Linked DNA regions of Anas platyrhynchos: region 1 is linked to region 2. The links are chromatin contacts, called in public Hi-C maps. All regions are on one chromosome and are shown on one strand. The core of a region is the stretch at or near the end of the contact, and the rest is flanking DNA. Distances in the headings are between cores, read along the strand shown.

What was found. Hi-C and Micro-C count contacts between places; a contact is called where the count stands out from the background.
Region 1: a Hi-C map of subcutaneous adipose tissue shows a contact between it and region 2, with 2.5 times the contacts expected there. The contact joins the promoter of SNRNP48 here to the promoter of CCT5 in region 2. A contact is called at or near these places in 3 of 8 Hi-C or Micro-C datasets (F1 follicle, liver and subcutaneous adipose tissue).

The regions. Positions count from the first base shown.
Region 1 is chr2:75,482,052-75,489,063 of IASCAAS_PekinDuck_T2T, reverse strand. It overlaps SNRNP48 (small nuclear ribonucleoprotein U11/U12 subunit 48), which reads left to right and starts at 4,910. Exons shown (of 9, transcript XM_027451736.3): 1 at 4,910-5,108; 2 at 5,200-5,313; 3 at 5,503-5,563; 4 at 6,379-6,453. The coding sequence starts at 5,016. LOC106015973 (a long non-coding RNA gene) reads right to left here and starts at 219. Exons shown (of 4, transcript XR_001188343.5): 1 at 1-219.
Region 2 is chr2:75,315,606-75,321,908 of IASCAAS_PekinDuck_T2T, reverse strand. CCT5 (chaperonin containing TCP1 subunit 5) reads right to left here and starts at 2,518. Exons shown (of 11, transcript XM_027451742.3): 1 at 2,318-2,518; 2 at 1,904-1,964; 3 at 1,655-1,819; 4 at 959-1,157. The coding sequence starts at 2,422. It overlaps ATPSCKMT (ATP synthase c subunit lysine N-methyltransferase), which reads left to right and starts at 2,673. Exons shown (of 5, transcript XM_027451743.3): 1 at 2,673-2,813; 2 at 3,133-3,416; 3 at 5,984-6,121. The coding sequence starts at 3,135.

The DNA of each region.
Region 1 (7,012 bases), core at 3,661-6,160, 160 kb before region 2:
CCCCCACAGAAAGCACTTTCCTGTGCCCTGCTAATAAAGGGCGGTGCGGGCGGCGAGGGGACCACGGGCTCCAGCTGATCTTTGGCAGGTGATCAGCTGGGCCAGCTCCCTGTGCTCGGGAAATAAAATAAAATCCTACCAACGCACGCCAGGCATGGGCAGCAGCGACCCAGGGACAAAGGCCTGGTGTCAAGCTGTGACAGCAGCGCTCAGAGCAGCAGCAGCCTGTGGCTGCAGCCCCAGGTACATGCACAGAGGGAGGGAAACGCACCGTGCTCCTCGCTCGGGCAACACTTTTTGGGCCAAGTAACAAATTAACAAATATTTCATCCATTAGCCCTTGCTGCTGTTACTGTGGGAAATGAAGCAGAGAGGCAGTGACACACATTTTCAGAGTTGGTTGTGTGTTATCTGCTGTCCCCTGCCTGACTGGACGCTCAGCCCCTGCTTTCTGGGGGCGTTGAGGGCTCTCGGCCCACATTCACCAGCAGGGAGCTGCCTCCAGGGCTGACACCTCTGCTCGGCAGAGATCAAGCTCCTGGTGGGGCGTGCTACAAAGCCTCACCTCCAGCTCTGGCTGTCAAGCCACCCCAGGAAGACTGGTGCATGGAAATGGCAAGCAGATGGGTAAATCGTTGGGTCTCACCTCTGTGGGAGAAAAAAATCAATTAGACCTCATTTGTGTGGTTTTGGAAAGACTGCACACCCTTCCCTCCTACTCAGCATTGAGGACAAGCAACCCCATGCCACAAGGGTCGCCACACCGAGAGCATGTAGGGCACGATGCTTTATCATTGAGGGCATTAACCAAATTAACGTGCTGGAAGCAGAACAATTCGGGAGGAGGAGGCAGGTGAGCAACCTCAGCGCTGAGCAGGCAGCAGGCATTGCCTGGCTGGAGAGCTCCTCGCAAAGCAGGAGCACAAAAAGGGCCAAAGATCACAGTGCAGCAGCCGTGAAGGTGTGAGGGCTTATGCAGAAAAGTCCACGCAGGAGCAAACCCACCCACGTTAAAGCTTCAGCACACAGGAGGAGGTTGGATTTGCTTCCACCCGCTTTCAGTGAGTTTCCAGGTCCATCATGCGAGGCTGTTTTCTGGCAGTACTCCTGCAGCGATACCTCTTGTCGCCATGTGCAAGCACAGGTTGGCATGCAGGCTCCGTGTAAATCTGACATGCGGGGGCAACTCCAAGCTTTCAGATTCTTTATCTTTAAAGATAAGGGTCATGCCAATCTGATCCACTGATCTAAATCTGCTGCCTCCACCGGAGATCACAGGAGACACAAAAAGAGGAATCAATAAGGCATTAGCGGGTGCTAGAGCTGCCACCTGTAAATCAATTTTGGAGTGTCCAGCCTAGTGCAGTTTGTAAAATACACCTTGGGCTGTAATTGTGAATGGGGCTAAGGTAAAAAACAGCAAGCAGTACGATGTGGGAGCCAGGGACCCATAGCAGGCTCTGGGTGGTACACAGCTGAACGAATAAACCAGCTGGGCTCCCTTGGCAGAGGAAATAATGAGGCCTGAGAGCAATCTCCGACTTCTCTGCTTACCATTAGCACCTGCTCTGCCCCACACCAGGGCTGGGGGTGACCTGGAAGGGCAGCAAAGCTGGAACTCAGACAGCAAATGATGGAAATTAATCTCTGATAACAGATCTGGCATGAGGAATTTTGAGGAGTCTGCTTATGCCGTGAAGAATATTTCTCTAATTTGATTCACGCCTGCTAGAGAAGCTCACCTCGTGTCCCTGCAGATAACAAGGTTGATCCAGCTGAGCCCGTGCTATGGATTTGGAGCGTGGCATCTTAGCTGAAGTCTAGGAGAGCAGGGAGCAATAGCTGCACTGACCAAAAAATGAAACTCAGGTGCCTGTGTGCTCTCTCCTGACAAAATCTCTGTCTAGTTCAGTAGTTTGCTGAGTGAACCCTGGGTTATCAGCCTAGGCACCACATCTTCCCTGGAGAAAATGAGTTTTATGCCCTGGTGGAGCACGCCCCAGCTTCAGGACATGTTGGTGGCTGCCAGGAGAAGGCTGCTCACTCCAAGCCCTGTGCTAGCTTGTAACTTTGCCAGGTATCTTGAGGTGGGGCCCGGCACAAATCTTTTCTAGTTGCAGGTCAAAAGCTGTCTTTTCTACCTGCCAAGCCAGCATGGGCTGCCTGGAGCTATAAGCCAGGCTGTTTCCATTTTGGCCTTTGAGTAGTCCCAAGAAGCATCTTTTCATCTTTCAGCTTGCTTTCCCTTGCTCCCTGGACCTTTCCCTTTCCAGAAACATGCAAGTACACCATGGCAAGGCCTAAAAAGGGTGTTAAAATGCTTATTTAAATTCTCTTTACCAGAAGCATGTTAAAAAGAATGAATAGTTTGAGATTTCATGGGTTTTTGTTGGTGGTGGTGTTTTGTGGGTTTTGTTTGTTTGTTTTTCTAGAAGAAACTTTTAACACAATACACCTCTAAGAATGAATCTAAGCAATAGAGGGAATGTTAAATATGAAAAGCCTGTTCTCTGCTACACTGGAAACAAATCATTTTGTTCAAGGAGCCAATATGCTTCTAAATACATATTTAAAAGGCTGCAGAGTGCCTGCAAGGTTTTGTTATCAGTGAATGAATAAAAACACAAGCCATGGGTGAGGGATGCTCCTCCCTGTGTGATCTGTGTGAGGAAGGGTTTTGTCTCTCCGAATGAGCCTCCTACCTGTGGTGCATGACCATCAGAAAGGTTTGGGCTGTATGAGCAGTATCAGAGGGTATCAGATGTGTAAGCAGCTGGATTTTCTAGCAGTATAAATTGTATCTGGAGGAGGAGGAGAGGTGGTACACTTATGGAGTTCCCCAGGAGTGCTGTACAGCCTTTATGCTGCCATAATGTATGCGCTATTTCCCTGTTGTGCCTTCTGCATATCCTGCAGTTTCGGATTGTTCTGCTGCACTGTGAGGGTATTTGGGGCCGGTTCCTGCAGAGACTTCCTCGGGAGATCAATATTGCCCAGAAAGAGCACCAGATTCCCAGCATACTCAGCACTGCAGCACTGCAAGGGGGGCAGGCTGTGTTCACGTACCCCCTTCTGGGAGGCTGTTCTGCGTGGGGAAATGCAGCTGTGTTGTTTCCTCTCTCCTCCTCAGAAGGGACCGCGGAGGCAGATATGCGTTAAACTCAATGGTGTGTTATCAGCCGTGTCGTTCAACCACAGACTCACAAAGCTGCTGGCCTGCAGCCAGCATGGTCCTAGCGTGCAGAGGAGGGTATGCCACAGGCAGGAATCAGCCACAAAAGGCTATGTAGCTGAAAGTCTGTGGTGATCTCACATCCCATTTGATGGGAAACCAATGTAAGTGTGCTGTTGCCTGTGAGGGAAAGCAGTGCTGTGAATTTTTGTGAGCTGGGAAAGTGGCTCATGGAAGTACCTTATCCTCTCGTGCCCCAAAGTGACAAATGCAGCAAGAGCCACAGCAGCTTTCACAGCTGCCCTGAGGGCATCCCTGGGATGCACTGTGATTGCAGCCACTTCTCAAGGCACTGCTGAACCTAAAATCTTGTCCTCCAGTTTTTGGGAGCCCTACCCAAGGACCAGCTGGAGCATCCCCTCCCAGAGCGTTGTCACCACTTCAGTTGGCACAGTGGTGTGGGGCGCTCGGTGCTGCCGCAGAGGATCCCTGTGAGGCTGCACACTGACTTGCTGTGTCGTGGAGCTGCTTCACAGTATCCCGATGTACTTTTTAAAGGCCTTGGCTCACCTTTTGTCCTCGGTTTTCTTGTAAACCTATTTCAGAGGCTTAATCTTAGCCCAGGCCCCACTGTGGTCTGTGCACTGGCGGCCTCGTAACTGGATTTACTGTATCACAGGAATGAAGCTTCACTGGACTTTTTCTCACAGAGCTCTAGAAAGGAGAACACTCACCCCAGTGGTTTGTTGCTCAGCCATTTCATCAAATCCATGAGGAAAAAATCCAGAGGAAATCAAATCCAGAGGAAAAATGATCACAGGAGCTGTTATTTTAGGGGGGGAAAAAAGCACCCAAGGATTATTTTGAATCACACAAAATGTTCTGGTTTAACAGAGCAAATTATCTATACTGATTTTGATTTTTAAATATAATCTTATTTTGATATATATTTTTTTACTTATAAATTTAGTTTAATTCTATCAAATTATTATTATTATTATTTTTTAAACTGCTTTGATATTTTGTTGAACTTGACTTTTGTAATTTTGAAGAAACAGCATTTTCCAGTGGAGAGGAGGTGGTCAGCACCATTTTGCCCAGCTGTTCTCATTACTCTTATGACAAAATGAGCTAATGTTAGCTAGCACACCCTGCTACAGCATAGCTGAAACGGCAAGGGCAGATGGGAAGCTCCAAGTATTCTTTATCGTGTGAAGTCAAAGATCCTCAGGCAAACATAGCAAGAGCCAGCAAATCTCCCAGAGGGCTAAAATCCCAGCTGAGTCTCAAATTCACTGTGCAGGAGAGAAATGGCTGTAATCTGCTAAGGAAAGCAGATGTACAAGAGTCATTCTGGCAGCTACATCTGTCGTGCTTCCTCCACCCCGCCCCGCCTTGTTACACTGACTCGTCTTTCGAGTCATATGCGCTTTTCCCACAGAAGACAAAAATAGGCAAGCAAAAACTGTCAATCACATTAAATGTAGTTCTTAGGATAGCTGTTCTTTCCTTGTTTTATGTTCCAGTTTTATTGAGTCCTCAGCATCTAAGGGAAGGCTGTTTTAATTTGGGCCAAACAGCGGACAGGATTCCTGGGGGCATGTGCCAGCTCTGTGGCTCTCCCCCACGCTGTCCCTTGGGCTGTGCATGTGTGGGGATGGTGCCAAGACGAAACGCACACCCCCTCCCTCCCTGTGCCGTGCAGCACCACCCTTTGGTACGGGGCAGACTGAGGAGGAGCCGGGGCGGAGCGGCGCCTCCCTCCCTCCCTGCCCTCAGCAGCCGGGCTGAAGCTGCCTCACAAAATGGCGCCGCCCCATCTCGGGATGCGCCCGGAGTAAAGATGGCGGCGGAGGCGTCTCCTTCCCTTCCTGTCCCTTCCCTATGGCGCTCGGGGGCGATGGCGGCTGGCAGCGCCGTGTGGCTGGGCGACCAGGTAATGGCAAGGGGGCGGCGGTGGCGGTGGGCTCCCTGGGGTTGCGGGAGCTTGGGGTGTCCGTGGGCGCTGACCTGTGTGCGGCCGGCAGGTGGAGCGGGTGCTGTGCCCCTACGACAGCCATCACCGGGTGCCCCGGGCGTCGCTGGAGAGGCATGCGGCGTCCTGCCGCCTCCGCAAGATGGGATACTCCGACCAGGAGCAGGTGGGATGCGGCTTACTGGGGGGGTCCCGCATCGTGGGAGGAATTGGGGAGGGTAAATTTGGTGCTGCAAGTAGCCCCCATGCACGGATCCCCCCGGGGACCCCAAGGGAGGGCTGCGGGTTGGGGACGCCACGGGCGGCACGATGAGGTAGGGCTGCTGTGCTGTGACCAAGCTGTTGTGTCCCGCAGGCTGAGATGTACGACTCCAGCTTCTTCTACGAAAACCTGAAGGTGCCCAGCGTTGCGATGGGTAAGCGGGTGGGTGGGTGTGGGGGCGCTTTGCAGCAGGGCTGAGGTCAGAAGGGGATGCTGGAGGTCGCCTGGTCCAGCTCCCTGCTCAAGCAGGGCTGCCTAGAGCTGCGTGCCCAGCACCGTGTCCAAATGGCTTTTGAGCCTCTCCGAGGTGAGAGAGCCACCACAACCTCTCTGGGCAACCTGTTAACACCATCCTTGCTCCTGTGGGGTGGCCTGTGTGGAGCACCCCAGGTGTGGTGAAGCCTGTGTCCTCATACCAGCACACTACACTACCTTGCCCATAAACTCTCCAAGACATCTTAGAAAATCTGAGTGTTTCCATCACATACATTTATTTTGTCTTGTCACTGTGCTTTGCCTTGCTTTACCTTATTCATTTAACCTCTTTCATTGTGTAATTCTGCTCTGTAGGTCTCTTGGCCATTTTAATAGTAAAACACAGAATCCTTTTTCTTCTTTGGTAATTTATCTATGTTCTTCCTTACATCAAGTGCAGAAAGCGCATTAAAAAGCACTTTAATAAGGCAGAAAAACTGGCCCTAGAGTTTAGACATACAGTAATGATACAGGAGAGAGTTCCAATGTACGTACACGTCTTTCCATATCCCTGTAACCCAGAAATCCTTTCCTTTTTTTACCCCTCCTCCCCATAGTTCAAGTATGGGATAGATTAAAATACTTTTAGTTTAGACTCCCTTATGCATCAATAAAACTACAGTGTTCTGTAAAATACCATAAATCTCATAATAGAGGGTGGGGAATAAAGACTGGTACCAAGTACTTGATGTAAAAGTTCTTCTCTATCTGCAGATAAAGATCTCCAGTTTCGTATTGTTCAGCAAGCTAAAGCTCAAAGTGTGAAAGAAGGCATAGGCTACAGTGAAGGTAAGTAGAATGCAGGTATGGAGATGATTTCTTTAGCTCTCTTGTGGAATTGCTGTGAAGGATCTTTTAAAGTTAATTTTTAATATTCCTTCTTGTCTTTATTTTGGGGCATAACAACTTTCTTTATTCAGGTCAACCAGGTAAAAGAATTTGAGTCTGTTGTACTCAGACTTCTAGTTCTCTTCAGACGCAAAACTCAAGAGTTTTCTGAAGCACTAGTCCTTTCCTTCCCATCCCATTATATGCACTTTGTTTTCTGCCTGTATTTTCTGTGTTCTGCCCTGTGTGGCCCCAGCTCTTTACAAGCAGCCTCCAGACTTCTTGTTCATGGAATGGGTGAGGAGGAAAGGAAAAAGGAGGACTGTGTTTTTAATTTTGTTTAAGGATTAGTTGCTAAACATGAACTGTGTGTGCTTGTCCAACACTTTGTAGATCAAAAACTGAGCGATGTTCACATTAGTATTATGTTGGATTGTTTCAAGGCTCTACATAGTTGTATAATAGATACACATCTACAGATATAATAATGTCCTTTGCCGATGGTCTCAGCTCATTATTT
Region 2 (6,303 bases), core at 1,269-3,768:
TATACATATTAGTATTACTAATAGCTTGTTTGCTGTATGAAGAGAGGGCGTCCTGCTCACTGGTTCACCTGAACATGCCAAACATGACAGAAACCAGAACACATGTCTTCATGAACACAATTGCAAGACACAGATTTGAAACAAGCAAGGAGAACTAACTACTACTCAAAATACTCTAGTCCCAGAAACCAATGTTAAGACAGGTCTGCACAGGAAGCTCTTACAACATGTCAAAAGATACTGCAATCATAAACTGCACTTTGCAAAAACAGGCCCACAGTAATTAAAAATGAGAGACATCCCTCTCTGTACTTTTCTGTTTTAACTCTCTCTCATGCGTTTCCTATAATTTTAGGTATTAACTCCACAATATCTTAGAAAGCTAATGCCCAAAGAAAGACAGACAAAAACTGTCCCAAGAAATAAAACTGGGAAATGACACTGATGCTCATTTACTCCATACTATATAGCAAATAAATGTTACAGTACAAATGGAAAGCTCACTTTCACCCCCAAGATCTTAATTTAGATTTGTATATTTTAATAAAAATGCACTTATGGAACCAGTAACTACCACTACATGTCTTTTTGGGTAAAGAGAGAGAGAGAACAAACAGGTAGCTAACTTTTACACAGTTTGCACTTGCTATGATGCACAAACACAGAATAAAATAGGTAGAATGAAATTGATTTTGCAGCTGTTTAACTTAATGGAGTTGCCCCTTTAGAGAACAAGGGTTTCACAGTTTCTTATCCTGAGATAAGAGTCCATTGAGAAAGCAGCCAAAATCAAAGAAACATTAAAGAGCAGGCACTCTAGTAATAACTTAATAATTCATCAAAGCATCAAGGATTTCTCCTTTCAACTTAAGTGGAAAATATAAGTATTTGTAAATTTTCATGTATGTATGGAAAATATAAACATTTGTAAATATTCTCTAAGGTTTTGTGAACTTACACTTTAGAGCCTAGCGTTGTCTTGGCTGTCTGGATCAGAGGCTCTATGTTCTGTGGGTCAACTGGAAAGCTGTCACTGATTTTGTCGAGATGCTCAATAGCAATGCGAGCTGCCTGCTCGTAACCATCCGCTATTCTGATGGGGTGAATACCACGGTCCAGCAACTGCTCAGCCTGTTCCAACAGTGCTCCAGCCAGAACTGTAAAACAAAATTTTTAAATAACGTTCATTCTCGCACAGATGGAGGCATCCTGTATTATACATTATCAAAAGCTTAAGAAGTATACTTTTGGATTTATTCTGCAGTACCAGTGTGAGGTTTATTAGGTAATAATATCAGTAATAATAATACCATCAGTGCCCTACTTACTGAGAAAGAAGACTGCATTGAGACTGTACAAGCACAGGAGACACTAAGATCACTACGGAAGAAAATTATGCAAAGAGTTCTGAAAGTACAAAGAGGCCTTCCAACACTAACTTCAAATGCTGCCATACTTTAAGAGAGACACAAAAGCACCTTTTGGATTAAAAAAACTCCAAACAGATGAAATAAAAAAGAATACTGACGCAGTAAATACTCTAAAAACGTGCTTCAGAAAAGCCTCTGTCACTCTATAAGTGATTTCTTAAAATAGTTTAAGAAACTTGGCTTTAAAACTAGAAATGCCAAACTAAATGTAAATCTTTTCTTACCAACGACTCCTGTAGTTCCATCCCCAATCTCATCATCTTGAGACTTAGACAGCTCCACCATGAGCTTGGCAATCTGGTGGTCCACATCCATCATATTCAGGATGGTAGCGCCATCATTGGTTACTGTCACCTCACCATCTTTGTCCACCATCATTTTATCCAAGCCTGAAAAAGACAGAACGTGAGGACAAATCTAGAAACCCCTGAAAAAAACATTAGTAAGTAGAAATAATTGAAGTGATTTATTACCGTTGGGCCCGAGGGATGTTTTCAGGGTATTTGCCACAGCCTTTGCTGCCATTATGTGAGACTATAAAAGAATGGAAAAGTTAAATCAGTATTTTGCGTCCACAAATAGCAGTATTAAGCTAAGATATATAGAGAAAAACTGTTATATTGTGGTAGTTAAGTATTGCAAATGTTATTTTAAGCAGCAACAGAGAACTATGACTGGAAAAAGACCTACACAAGCACATGGCTTTTAGATTAGGTATTTCACGAGCCTTTTTGTCACATATAGAGGTAAGGCTGATAGAAGAACAACTCACTCGCACGTTTAAGGCTCACGTAGGAAAACCGAGCGCACGGCTCCCCCCGGCCGCGTGTGGCGGCCATCCCCGGCAGGGCCCCGCCGCCGCCTGCCAGCCCCCCCACCCCGCTCACCTTGAGCGCCTCCAGCCCCATGAGGCGCGTCTTGCGCTCCTGGTCCTTGAGGATGAGGAAGGGCCGCCCATACTCATCAAACGCCAGCGTCCCCATGGCCGACATGGCTGCGGCGGCTCCCAACGGCCCCCAACCACTCCCAACGGCCACCCGAGCACGAGCCGCACCCGCCCCGCACGCCGCGCCGTGACGTCACGCGCTCAGCCCGCCGGCGGCACCGCGCATGCGCACAGGGCCACCCCGCGACACATTTCGCGGGGGGAACTTATGTGGCGCCCGCCGCGGAGCTTTCTGGAAGCGGCCGGGGGGCTCCGGGCGCTGCGCGGCGCTCGCGGCCCCGTCCATCGGCGCGGCGCCGGGGGGGGGGTGGGGATTGCGATTAGGCGCAATTCGGGCGCCAGGCGGGCCGCAGCGAGGTGACGGGAAGAGAATAAGGAAGGACAGCCCCGCTGCCGAAGGGTGCCGTGCGGATCTGCTCTTCAGCGTGTGCGGAAAGGTGCTCGCCCTCCTCCCGTATCCCCCCCGCCGTAGAGGGGTGGTAGGGTCCTCTTCCATAAATACGGCCGCCGGTGGTGGGAGTCCCTCATTGTGGGGTGTGGGGTCGGTGAGGGGGGGGAAGATGTCTTTTCCTCTTTTTCTTAATGAGCAATAAACCTAGTACCTCAGCCTCTTATATGCAATAATTTAACTTTTTTTAAGCTATTAGAATCAAATGAAGTGTTTAAGCACCTCCCTTGCATTACACGTGTCACATCATAATATTTTGCCCGTTAATCCCTCAGTGAAGCCATCCCCCTGTTAATCTTTGTCCGCAGGCATGGCGTCCAAAGCACTGGTGGCCGAGAGCCCCGCTCCACTCGCGCAAGGAAGCCCTGAGGAGCCCTCCAGAAGAAGGCAGTGGGGGCTGCTGGCCACGGGCGCAGTTGGTGGGGTGCTGGTGGCCCTGTACGCCGTGGTCACCCCCTTCCTGGTGCCGGCCCTCAGGAAGGTCTGCCTGCCCTTCGTCCCCGCCACCTCAGCGCAGATCCAGAATGTCCTGAAAATGTTGCAGGGCAGAAGCGGCTCTCTAGCTGACATTGGCAGCGGGGATGGCCGTGTTGTAAGTTACAGACGTCTCCTTCCTTCTCTACCTCAGAAAAGCAGCAAATACTCCACTCCTGGCCTCTGCTTTGTCATATTTACAAACGTTTTCCTTCACACCCATTGTATTTTACCAAGCTTTATGCAAAGCCTGAGAATGGTTTACGTTTAGTTTAGGTGAACAATCGATAGTTTTGTTCCTGCCTTACTCTCAGCTTGACAAAGTAGCATCCCAAATCATAACCTCATCTTGTCGCTTGGGAGGCATTGCACTGCGTTCACATAAAAAGATGTAATTAAAGGATTGGCACTGTGTTTTCCAGAGAGCTGTATTCCACATAGGTTTATAGCTGCAGCATGTGAGGCTGTGAGCTTAAATAACCCTCTGCTTTTGGAGCTGCAGCTCTATGATTACTGCATAAAAGTGACAGAAGAACAAAAAAAGATGAGAAAGGAATGATGGATTACAAAAATAAATATCATGGTATCATTAAAACTGTAGTCTTAATGCCATTGTACACTTCTGGCTGCCCCATTTCAGCATGAATGTGGTAAACCAGAGCCACTGCAAAACTGAATGGTAGGAAACAACTGTGGAAAGACTTCTCTGCTCTCAGCAGACTTTCAATACAGAAGCTAGTTCAAGGCTTTTTCTGTATGGAAATTAGGATAGAGGACAGGCAAATTCACTGGCTTCAAATGTTTTTAGTATTGTAACACCTATTTTTCAGTGTCAGTTTCTGGTCTTTATCATTATGTGGCAAAGTTAGGATTCATCCAACCCACTGCAAAATTATTTTAAGATTGAACTCAACAGCTTGCTGTGGAGTTTTGGGGCAGAAATAGATTCAAAATGAAGTTAGGGAGGTCTGGGGGGAAATTTCTGGGTAGCCAAAGTGATGCTGTGCTTTCAGGGCATTGCCCAGACCTTCCATTTGTCAAAAGTGGTGGTGAGGGAGGGTGCTGCAGAGAATTTTTTATTTTTTTTTTTTGTAGTTGTAGTGCTTTGGGTACTATTTTTAAAGCACCTGCTTAACAGGATGGTGCATTAAGTGGGTTGTTGACGGAAACAAGCAAGATCTTTCTTGAATACTGCCATTGTCCATATTTCATGTGAACGATTTGACCATCTGTCCATGCTGCAGTTGGAGATCCAAATCTGTGAACAAATTGCACCTAAGTAAGACCTAGGGAAAAGCAAGCACATAGGTACAAGAGAACTGCAATTTCTGATGTCCTCTCTACTCAGCATTCTGGCTCTTGACCCTTATCCGAGACAACTAATTTGACTAGTTACTGCATATTTTATTCCAGTTCCATATATATCTACATATGTAGGCACCTATATATATACATATATATAAATATACATGTGTATATATGCACATTAGTGCCTAAATGGAGACTGAAAGCTGCTTGGAGAGCCAGGTGCCCAAAATTGGATGCTCAGTGTTGCCCTAATGCATCTGTATTGAAAAAAGTTGAGCTTCTGTTCACGTTTGTAAATATTTAGCACTTAAATGGTGTATTCTGTGGACAAATATGAACGTACTTTATTTTCAAGCATGGTGCATGGTGAAAATGTCAAAATTCTTTTACTATATTTGAAAATATGGTGTGTGTGATGCAAGGAGCGTTATTTTAATACTGTGCAGCACATTGTGTGATAATGCTGTTTGAGATGTTGTATTAAAAAATGTGTACTTCTTCCTGATTCTACCCTGCCTGCAATTCATAGCTGATGAGGCTTGTCCTGATTAAAGCTTGGCAGTAACCTTTTAAATTATGGCTCAGTCCTAGATTTTAATATTTCTAAAAATTAGTGTGCTGTTTTGGTTTGAAGTTTCCTTAAAAAAAAAAAAAAAAAAAAAAAAAAAAAACCTTTGATTTAGTTAGAAGACATTTGCTATACAGTGTAATGATTCTGAATATTAAGGTCTGATTTGAGGGAGTATACTTGATACATTTTGTTAACTGAATTACCTTTTGCCTTTTCAAAATTATGTGTGACGTTTAGCATTAGATAAAAGATACACTTTGAGGTTTGCTCTGTGATTTTTTTCTTTAATTTTTATTTTTATGGATGTCAACAGATTGCTTTCACAGACTTTCCACCGATAGGTCATTTTGGCTTTGATGCAGGGATCTTTCAAGTGCCTTACCCTTCACTGCTTCTCAGCTAGGTTGAATGCTCTAATTTTGAGCGTATCTGCTTATGTGTTTTACTGTCTCCAGGGTCATTTTTGGCACTCTTGAATTCTAAGGTAGTGTCATGAATATGTTAAATTTAACTTTTATGTGAGCTGTAGACATAGTACAAGCTTACAGCTTTGTCCTGTGAACATTTAAGTGGTTAATTTTGTTTGTGTGAATATCAATTTCAACAGAAGTAGTCACAATAGCAAAATATAATCTGAATTTTTGTTTGCTATACTACCATTCTCTTAGGAATTAAAAACTGATTACTTGCAAATGTGTATTCCCTTGACGTGTAAATAAAATTCTGTCCTTTGTCCTGTTTGGATGAATATACCTTTTAGCACTCTCTCTCTGTTTTTAAGTGAAGATTTCTTCTCTTCCTTGTAGGTGATAGCAGCTGCCAAAATGGGATTCAAAGCTGTTGGTTATGAGTTAAATCCCTGGCTAGTCTGGTACTCCAGATACCGTGCCTGGAGAGATGGGGTACATCACAACACCAAATTCTATATCTCAGACTTGTGGAAGGTAGGTGCTGGAGTACCTAAGAATGAATGGGAGATTTCCATAGTTCAGAGATACTTTCTTGGAAGAATTGTATTTGTCTGGCCACAAGATGCTGTACTGGGCTTTGAGAAGAGTGCTTACAGCATAGAAACAAGGCTCACTGCACGTTTACAATGCTCTGCTGGTTTTGTGCTGTAGTGTCT